Linked DNA regions of Zea mays: region 1 is linked to region 2. A link is a contact called in public Hi-C data. All regions are on one chromosome and are shown on one strand. Each heading gives the region's core, a stretch centred on a gene start, on an enhancer-like site or on the middle of the called end of the contact. The rest is flanking DNA. Distances are from core to core; before and after follow the strand shown.

Evidence for each region. Hi-C and Micro-C count contacts between places; a contact is called where the count stands out from the background.
Region 1: a Hi-C map of tassel shows a contact between it and region 2, with 3 times the contacts expected there. The contact joins the promoter of LOC100281087 here to the promoter of LOC100304377 in region 2. A contact is called at or near these places in 3 of 25 Hi-C or Micro-C datasets (bundle sheath, endosperm and tassel).

What each region holds. Positions count from the first base shown.
Region 1 is chr5:198,232,978-198,236,429 of Zm-B73-REFERENCE-NAM-5.0, forward strand. LOC100281087 (dehydrin COR410) reads right to left here and starts at 1,459. Exons shown (of 2, transcript NM_001370707.1): 1 at 1,065-1,459; 2 at 18-935. The coding sequence starts at 1,358. The coding sequence ends at 357.
Region 2 is chr5:198,017,671-198,021,621 of Zm-B73-REFERENCE-NAM-5.0, forward strand. LOC100304377 (Mechanosensitive ion channel protein 6) reads left to right here and starts at 1,653. Exons shown (of 5, transcript NM_001165815.1): 1 at 1,653-3,702. The coding sequence starts at 1,706.

The DNA.
Region 1 (3,452 bases), core at 209-2,708, 220 kb after region 2:
CGTTCGCGCGCTGGGCAGAAACCAAAGCAATTATTAACGCATCCAGGTAGCCCAGCCGAATTACAACGCGCAGCTGCTCATAATTCAACAAACCCAGTACACAACATCCAGACCGACCGTGACTTTTGACTTGGAACCAAAATAAAACCCGTACGTACCACGTCCTACACAAGCAGCAACACTCACTGCCAGTCACGCGATCCACCTTAAAAAGCACACGGACCTTGACCAGGCGATCCACCTTGAAACAAACTTTTGGTAAAAGCAAACCAGAACCGAACCCACATGCCAACGCTAGCTACCTTCTGATCGCCCAAGGCCCGGCCACGGCCAGGACACGCGCTGCGACTGCGACCTTAGGAGCTGGTCCTGTGCTCGCCGGCGGCGTCCGCCTTGTGGTCTGCTTCCTCAGCTGAGCTCTTGTGGTAGCCGGGTATCTTGTCCATGATCTTGCCCAGCAAGCCCTTCTTCTCCTTGCCATCCGGGCTGCTCACGTTCTCCGCCTGCGGCGCCGGCGCCGGCGCGTGGACGGGCGGAGCCGGTGCGGCAGCGGCAGCGGCTTCAGGCTTCTTGTTGTGGCCACCGGGGAGCTTCTCCTTGATCTTGTCCAGCAGGCCTTTCTTCTCCTCCTCCGGTGCATGCGGCGGGGTCCCGGTCTTCACGTCGTCCTGGACGACGACGCCGTGGTCGTGCTGGTGGACGTGCGGTGGAGGCGGCGGGGCCGGGGTCGGGACGACGTGCGGCCTGTGCGCTTCCTCCTGGTGGTGGGCATGCGTCTCCACGGGCGCGGGCGCCGGGGACGGTGCGGCCGTGTGGTGGCCGTCCTTGTGGCCCGGCAGCTTCTCCTTGAGCTTCTCCTTGAGGCCCATCTTCTTCTTCTTCCTCTTGATAATCTCGCCGTTCTCATCGATCGCCTCCTCTTCCTCGTCGCTCGACTGCATGCGCGCACGATCGTGGTCAGATAATCGTGACTCTCGATCGTGTCAAATATATAGACGTACTGCGTATAACAAGCCGTTTTACTGATCCGAATATCAGCAGACCATGTTTATATATGAACGTACCGAGCTGGAGCTGGAACTGGTGCGGTGCAGCTTGGCGAGAAGGCCCTCCTTCTTCTCGCCGACGACCTCGTGCTCCTCCTCCTTGTGCCCGTGCTTCTCGGGCTCGGACACCGTGACCTTCTCCATGCCGGTCGCCAGCTCATCCGTCTGCTTCTTCTTCTCCTGGTCGTCGTCGTGCTTCTTCCTGCCGAGAAGGCTGTCCAGGAGCCCCCTATCCTTCACGTCCACCTGATCGGCGGCGTCCTGCTGGGCCTCACCGCCCTGGTGCTGCTGGGTGTTCCTCTCATCCTCCATGGTCGCCGAAACAGAAGGCTTTGCGAACTAAACAACAGAACAGATCAGCAGGCTAGCTACTAGTAGTAGAACTCGCTATTGACTGGCTTCTTCAGTGCCTTTTGGCTTAATTAGGGATGGAGAGGTATCGAGCCCGGAGGCGTCCTTATATAGAGCATCAGCAAGCTAGGCCACCGAAAGGTGTCACGTTCGTTTTCGTGTACGCGTAGGCTACGCGACGCGAGGAGGGGACAGATCAGCCGCGGGCGGGAAACGGACTGTCGGTTGGCCGACGAGGACATGTCCTGGTGGCCAGTCGCGCCACGACGCGTGTCGCACCCCGCGCGTGGGGCGGCCCGGATCGGACGTGGGCATGTGGCGATGCCTCGAGGAGTCGAGGTGCGGTATCACTGGGGTGGACGTAGGGCTGACAATGGGCTATAATTTTTGCACTATAAGATTTAAGGATCGAAGCGGGTTAGGATCGGGCTTTATTTCTAGTCATTTTTAAACTATAATTTATTTAGGGCCTTGACATTTTGTGAAGAACTATTTGGATCACAATCCATTACCACCCCTAGGTGGACGGCGTCGGGAGAGGTCGGCGCCATGTGGGCAGGCCGGGTCGGCCGGCGTGGTTTCTGTTTTGCCTAGGACGTAAACGAAGGCAGAGTTAAAGTGAAAAATAACGCATATATATGAACCATTCACAGACGGTTAGAGATGAATCATTTATAAATAATATAAGAAATATTATTTATAAATATATATTTGTAAAAGTTATCTGCTGCTCTGCTCCACTCCCCCCATCCACCTGCAGCTCTGCCGCCCGCGCCGACCATCAGTTTCCAATAAACTACAGCTTGATTGGATGGCTCCCCGTATATGCGCAGACTGACACCGTTCTATTCAGTTAAATACGATAATTTTAAACGTATAGCTGGATATAGATTAATGGCATCAAAATAGTTTATTTTGTATCCACTTATACAGACTATGACTCCTACATACAAGTAACCAAACAATATCTCAAATAAAGTCAACGCATACGGTCGGTGATCCAATATGAGATTGTGCAAAATAATTTCATTAAGTACTTTGGTTTATATAAAAAAAGGTAAGCGTTTGTGTTCGCTTTGGATTCGTCAGACTTCAATTGGGGTACCCGGGCGTCATTCATACCCGGATGTTCTCACCTCTTTGGCTCTCTATCAGAAGATGTACTGTGCGTACAGTGTACACCTTGCGTTGCCAGATTTTGCAAGTTGCCGATGGGCGACGCGACGCGGGCACGAGAGTGATTGCGATGCACGGGGGTTGCATGACTCGGACGACAGGAGAGGTCTAGAAGCTTCGACGTTGACATGTGGGTCCGGGCACTGATCCGTCATGAGAAAACAAGTCCTCTGCAGTATGTCTGGGGTCTGGGGAAGTAGAACCGCGGCGGGGTCACTGCTCGCGGGCCCACGCTCGCCCCCACGCGCAGCGACTTCGGGTCATCGGGTGCTACGTCCTACGAAGTTACTGGCAGAGGATCTCGTCGCGGGGCGGCACTACCTAGCCAAAGCCCAAAGCCGGGCTGGGGCTGAGTCTGGGGATGGGGATGGGCTGATAAGTGGATTTGGCCCTACTGCAAACAAAGGCTAACTTCAATCTATTTCCCCTCTCAAATCCTCTATTTATACTTTCTATACATATTTAAATACCTCCTTCTTCCCTCTATTTCATCTCCTCTCCACTCATTGTCCTATGTTCAGCTCCTCCTATACACTTCAACAGAGTTATTTGGCTTTTATACTTCAAAAACTTCTAAAAAGTACTGGAATGTTTATAGTACTATAATGCACATTGTTATCAAATAATTAACTTTAAAAATAATTAATTTCACAATTAAAAACACTATGGAAAACATAGAGATTAGAGCTCCCCGTGTAGGTCTAGTTTTGCTACTTGTCGGCGTTTCGAGACAGGGGGTCCCTAAGCCGACGAGTGAGTGTGCTGCGTGCCCCAGCCCAGATGGGTCGAGCGCGTGGGCGAGCGCGAAGGGGGGAGAGGCGAGGCGGCCGGAGCCGAGCGTGAGAGAGGTGGAAGTCCCGCGGCCTTCGTGTTCGTCCC
Region 2 (3,951 bases), core at 403-2,902:
TCTTTTTACCGGTATCACATGCATGGACCCGGGCGAAGATAAGAAGAAGAACACGGAACCTTATCGCTGGCTGGACCGAATGCGTCAGAAAGGGCGAGGGGGACACATGATGCGGGAGTTACGGTGGCCGCGGACGCCTGTCCTGCGCTGTGTGTAGTAAACTAGTAATAATATGTGTTGCATAGTCTAGTCCAGATTCGATTTCTTCTACACGTCGCGTCGCATCCAAATACGAAGGGTCCTCGTCACCTGTTCCCATGCTTCCATCACGCTGCCACTTATCTGTTCATGTCTAATCAGGACACGCGCGATACGGACTACTAGCTAGATGTCCAGTGGATATTACACCGTTTATTTCTCGTCCGTTTCTGGCCAGAGCCAGACAAAACAAAGGGCTCACCACCGCGTGCTACTCAAGCAGTAGCGCAGCCCAACCCCCCCTTCTCACGCCACCGTATGAATACTGTGAATGATTCATGACCAGTGAGGTCGCCAGACCGTGACAGAGGCCGAGAAACGGACGTGCCGCCAGCGGTGCACGTACTACCGTGTCACACAGCCGGGCTTTGACGTTCGACACCATCGTCACACACACACACACGAAGCCCGAAATCAGATGTCACATGATGCGCGTGGGTTTCCACTTTCGACTATACCGGTGCACCACCACGCCGTCTAAGTAAACCGTCTCGCTCTCTTTTGCCCGGGTACTCAGAACATGATCGGCGACTGTCATGTTCTTCACCAAATAGTAGTGCAGAATGCGGATCCACCACAACGACTGTCTTGTTCTTTCACCACCGTTGATTTTTTTTATGGACGCAACGCAACCTCCCTCGTTAACGACACTTGAGAGCATCTCCAAGAGACTATCTAAATATATTGTCAAGCTAAATTTTAGCTACTTAATAGCATAATAGCTCTCCAACAGAGTAGCTATTTAACTTGCTAAGCTATCTGGCTCTTTAAATTAACTCTCTCACTAGCTAAAATTTGGCTAGCAACTCTCGCTAGTCAAGCTAAATTGCATTTTGGAGAGTCTGTTGGAATGAAATGTTATATATAGAGTTTAATATTTATGGAGAGACAAATAAAAAGTCAAATAAAGAGTCAAAAATAAAGAGTCTCTTGGAGATGCTCTGAGTGTCACTCGCTAACTGGGGACACGCATTCCCCGCTTCCACGCCGCCAGTCTCGCGCACGGCGGCACGCTCACGCCCAAACCACCCTCCCATATCTTTTTGATTCCCACTAACGCCCAGGCCCATTTCTCTAATCGCAGCCTTGCACCGAACCCCTGCCATGCCATGCCACGTACGCGACGTGGCTACCCAACCCGTGCTCTGTGGACTGTGCGGGCGGCGCGGCGCTCGGTCGCAGCAGGCGCCAGTGCGCGCGCCCCCACGACACACGCTGACCACACGGCCCCGGCGCCCGGATCAATGCGAGGCAGGAGGACAGGCATAAAGGCAGACGAGCGTTGGAGGCATGCGGCTGCTCCACGTTGTTCCGGAACTTTCCGCCCCGCCGTCCCGCGAGCAGCACCGCCAGCGTAAACCGGCGACGCGCTATTAATCCAGCCCACAACCAAGTCATCACTGCCACCAAGTATACCAGGAGCGGAGAGGGGGTCGAGCCGTCGAGCGGAGTGGCTGCGGTGCCCATCGATCTTCGGGGAGTGTCTGGGGTCGCCGGCGGCGAAGCCATGGACCAGGCGCGAAGCAAGAGCGGCCTGCGGTCGCACGGGTCCGGCAAGGCTTCCTCGCGGCCGGGGTCGGGGACGCTGGGATCGCCGGAGGAGCAACCGATGCTTTCCGACCGCCGGGAAGTCGTCGTGAAGGTCGATGGGAACGGGAACGGGCACGCGCCGTTTTCCTTCCACGGCGCGGACGCAGGTGGCGGGGGAAAGGCGGGGAATGCGACCTCCAGCACGCACTCCACGGCGACCACGACGCCGGCCGAGAGCAGGCCGAGGTCGAGCGAGGCGAACTCGCCTCGGTCGCCGCCCAAGGTGTGGCGGGAGGGGAGCTACGAGTTCTGGAACAACGATGGTGGCGGCGCCGGCGCCGCCGCCACCGAGGCGTTCAGCTTCAAGAACCGCCCGCCGCCGCAGGCGCCGCAGTCGTCGTCCCCTTCGATGTCGCCGACGCAGCCGCCGCGGCCGGAGGGGGGCGGCGTGGACCCTCCCACGCGGCTCATCGGCAGCTTCCTCCGGAGGCAGGCGGCGTCCGGCGGCGAGGTGTCGCTCGACCTCGACCTGGAGATGGAGGAGCTCGGCAGGACGGCGCAGCTGCGCTCGCACCCGTCCTTCTCCAGCTCGCTCGAGAGGGACGGCCGCGTGTCGTTCCAGGAACCCCAGAAGAGTCACTCCACCTCGTCCTGTTCCTCCGACTCTGACACCGACGACGGCCGGAAGCGCCGCGGCGACGACGGCGAGGTCGTCCGGTGCACGTCCTCGTCTACCGCAGCGGGAACGGGGCCGTTGCTGCGAGTCAAGACGCGCTCCCGGCTAATGGACCCGCCGCCGCAGTCGCAGCCCGCGCCGGCACCGGCACCGGCGCCGGCATCGGTACCTGCCGCGTCTCCTGTCATCGACGAGGAGCGGAAATCTTCAGGCTTGCGGACACCTACCAAGTCCGGTCGCCTCTTCTCCGGGCTTATGCACGGCAACAAGTCCGGCCCCGTTGGTGGCAAGTCAGGTCCCATGGACGACGACGAGGACGACCCGTTCGTGGACGAGGACATCCCCGATGACTTCAAGCGTGGGAAGTTTGACGCTTTGACCGTCTTGCAGTGGCTCGGCTTGTTCCTCATCGTCGCGGCCTTGGCATGCAGTCTCAGCATAAAGATCTTGTCCACGAAGAAAGTGCTGGGTCTGCACCTCTGGAAGTGGGAGCTCCTCGTGTTCGTGCTCATCTGTGGCCGTCTCGTCTCCGGATGGGTCATCAGGCTTGCCGTCTTCGGTGTCGAACGCAACTTCTTGCTGAGGAAGCGCGTGCTCTACTTCGTGTATGGCGTGCGCAGCGCCGTGCAGAACGCTCTCTGGCTCGGCCTGGTGCTCGCCTCGTGGCACTTCTTGTTCGACAAGAACGTCCAGCAGGAGACGAACTCTCCAGTACTGCCCTATGTGACCAAGATACTATTTTGCTTCCTTGTTGCCACGCTCATCCGCCTTGTCAAGACATTGCTGCTCAAGGTACTGGCCTCGTCCTTTCATGTCTCCACGTATTTCGATCGGATTCAAGAGGCATTGTTCAACCAATACGTCATCGAGACACTCTCTGGGCCGCCACTAGTGGATGAAAACCATGTGCTTGCGGAGGTTCATGAGCTGCAACGAGCAGGCGCAACTATACCAAAGGAGCTGCGTGATGCTGTACCAACCAAGACTGTGTCTGGGCAAAGGAACATTCAGTTATCAGGGGTCATGCCTAAGGGAGAAGGCAGCAAGCAGCTGTCGAAGGAGAAAGGGGAGGGGATCTCTATTGACGCACTTCATAAGCTCAACCAGAAAAACATCTCAGCTTGGAACATGAAGAGGCTGATGAGGATTGTCCGCTTTGGGACGCTAACAACTATGGATGAGCAGATACAACAAGCAACAGGCGAGGGGGATGAATCAGCGACACAGATACGAAGTGAATATGAGGCAAAGATTGCTGCCAAGAAGATCTTTCACAATGTAGCAAAGCCAGGTTCCAAGTAAGTATTTGTTTGTTATCTTAGTTGGATGTTTGCAGGTTCCATTATTGTAAGTTGTTTTTTAGTTATGATCATATAAACGAATAGAGTTTTATGGAAGTAGAGAAATCGGGTTGCTGATACAAAACCAATGATGCAATTATTTCCGGTTACCGTGATAGTACTCTGCTGTACATGCAAATATGAATTGCAGAAACTCAAAAGAGTTATTGACCAAAATGCTCCTGCTTCATCAATAGTCCAAATGTT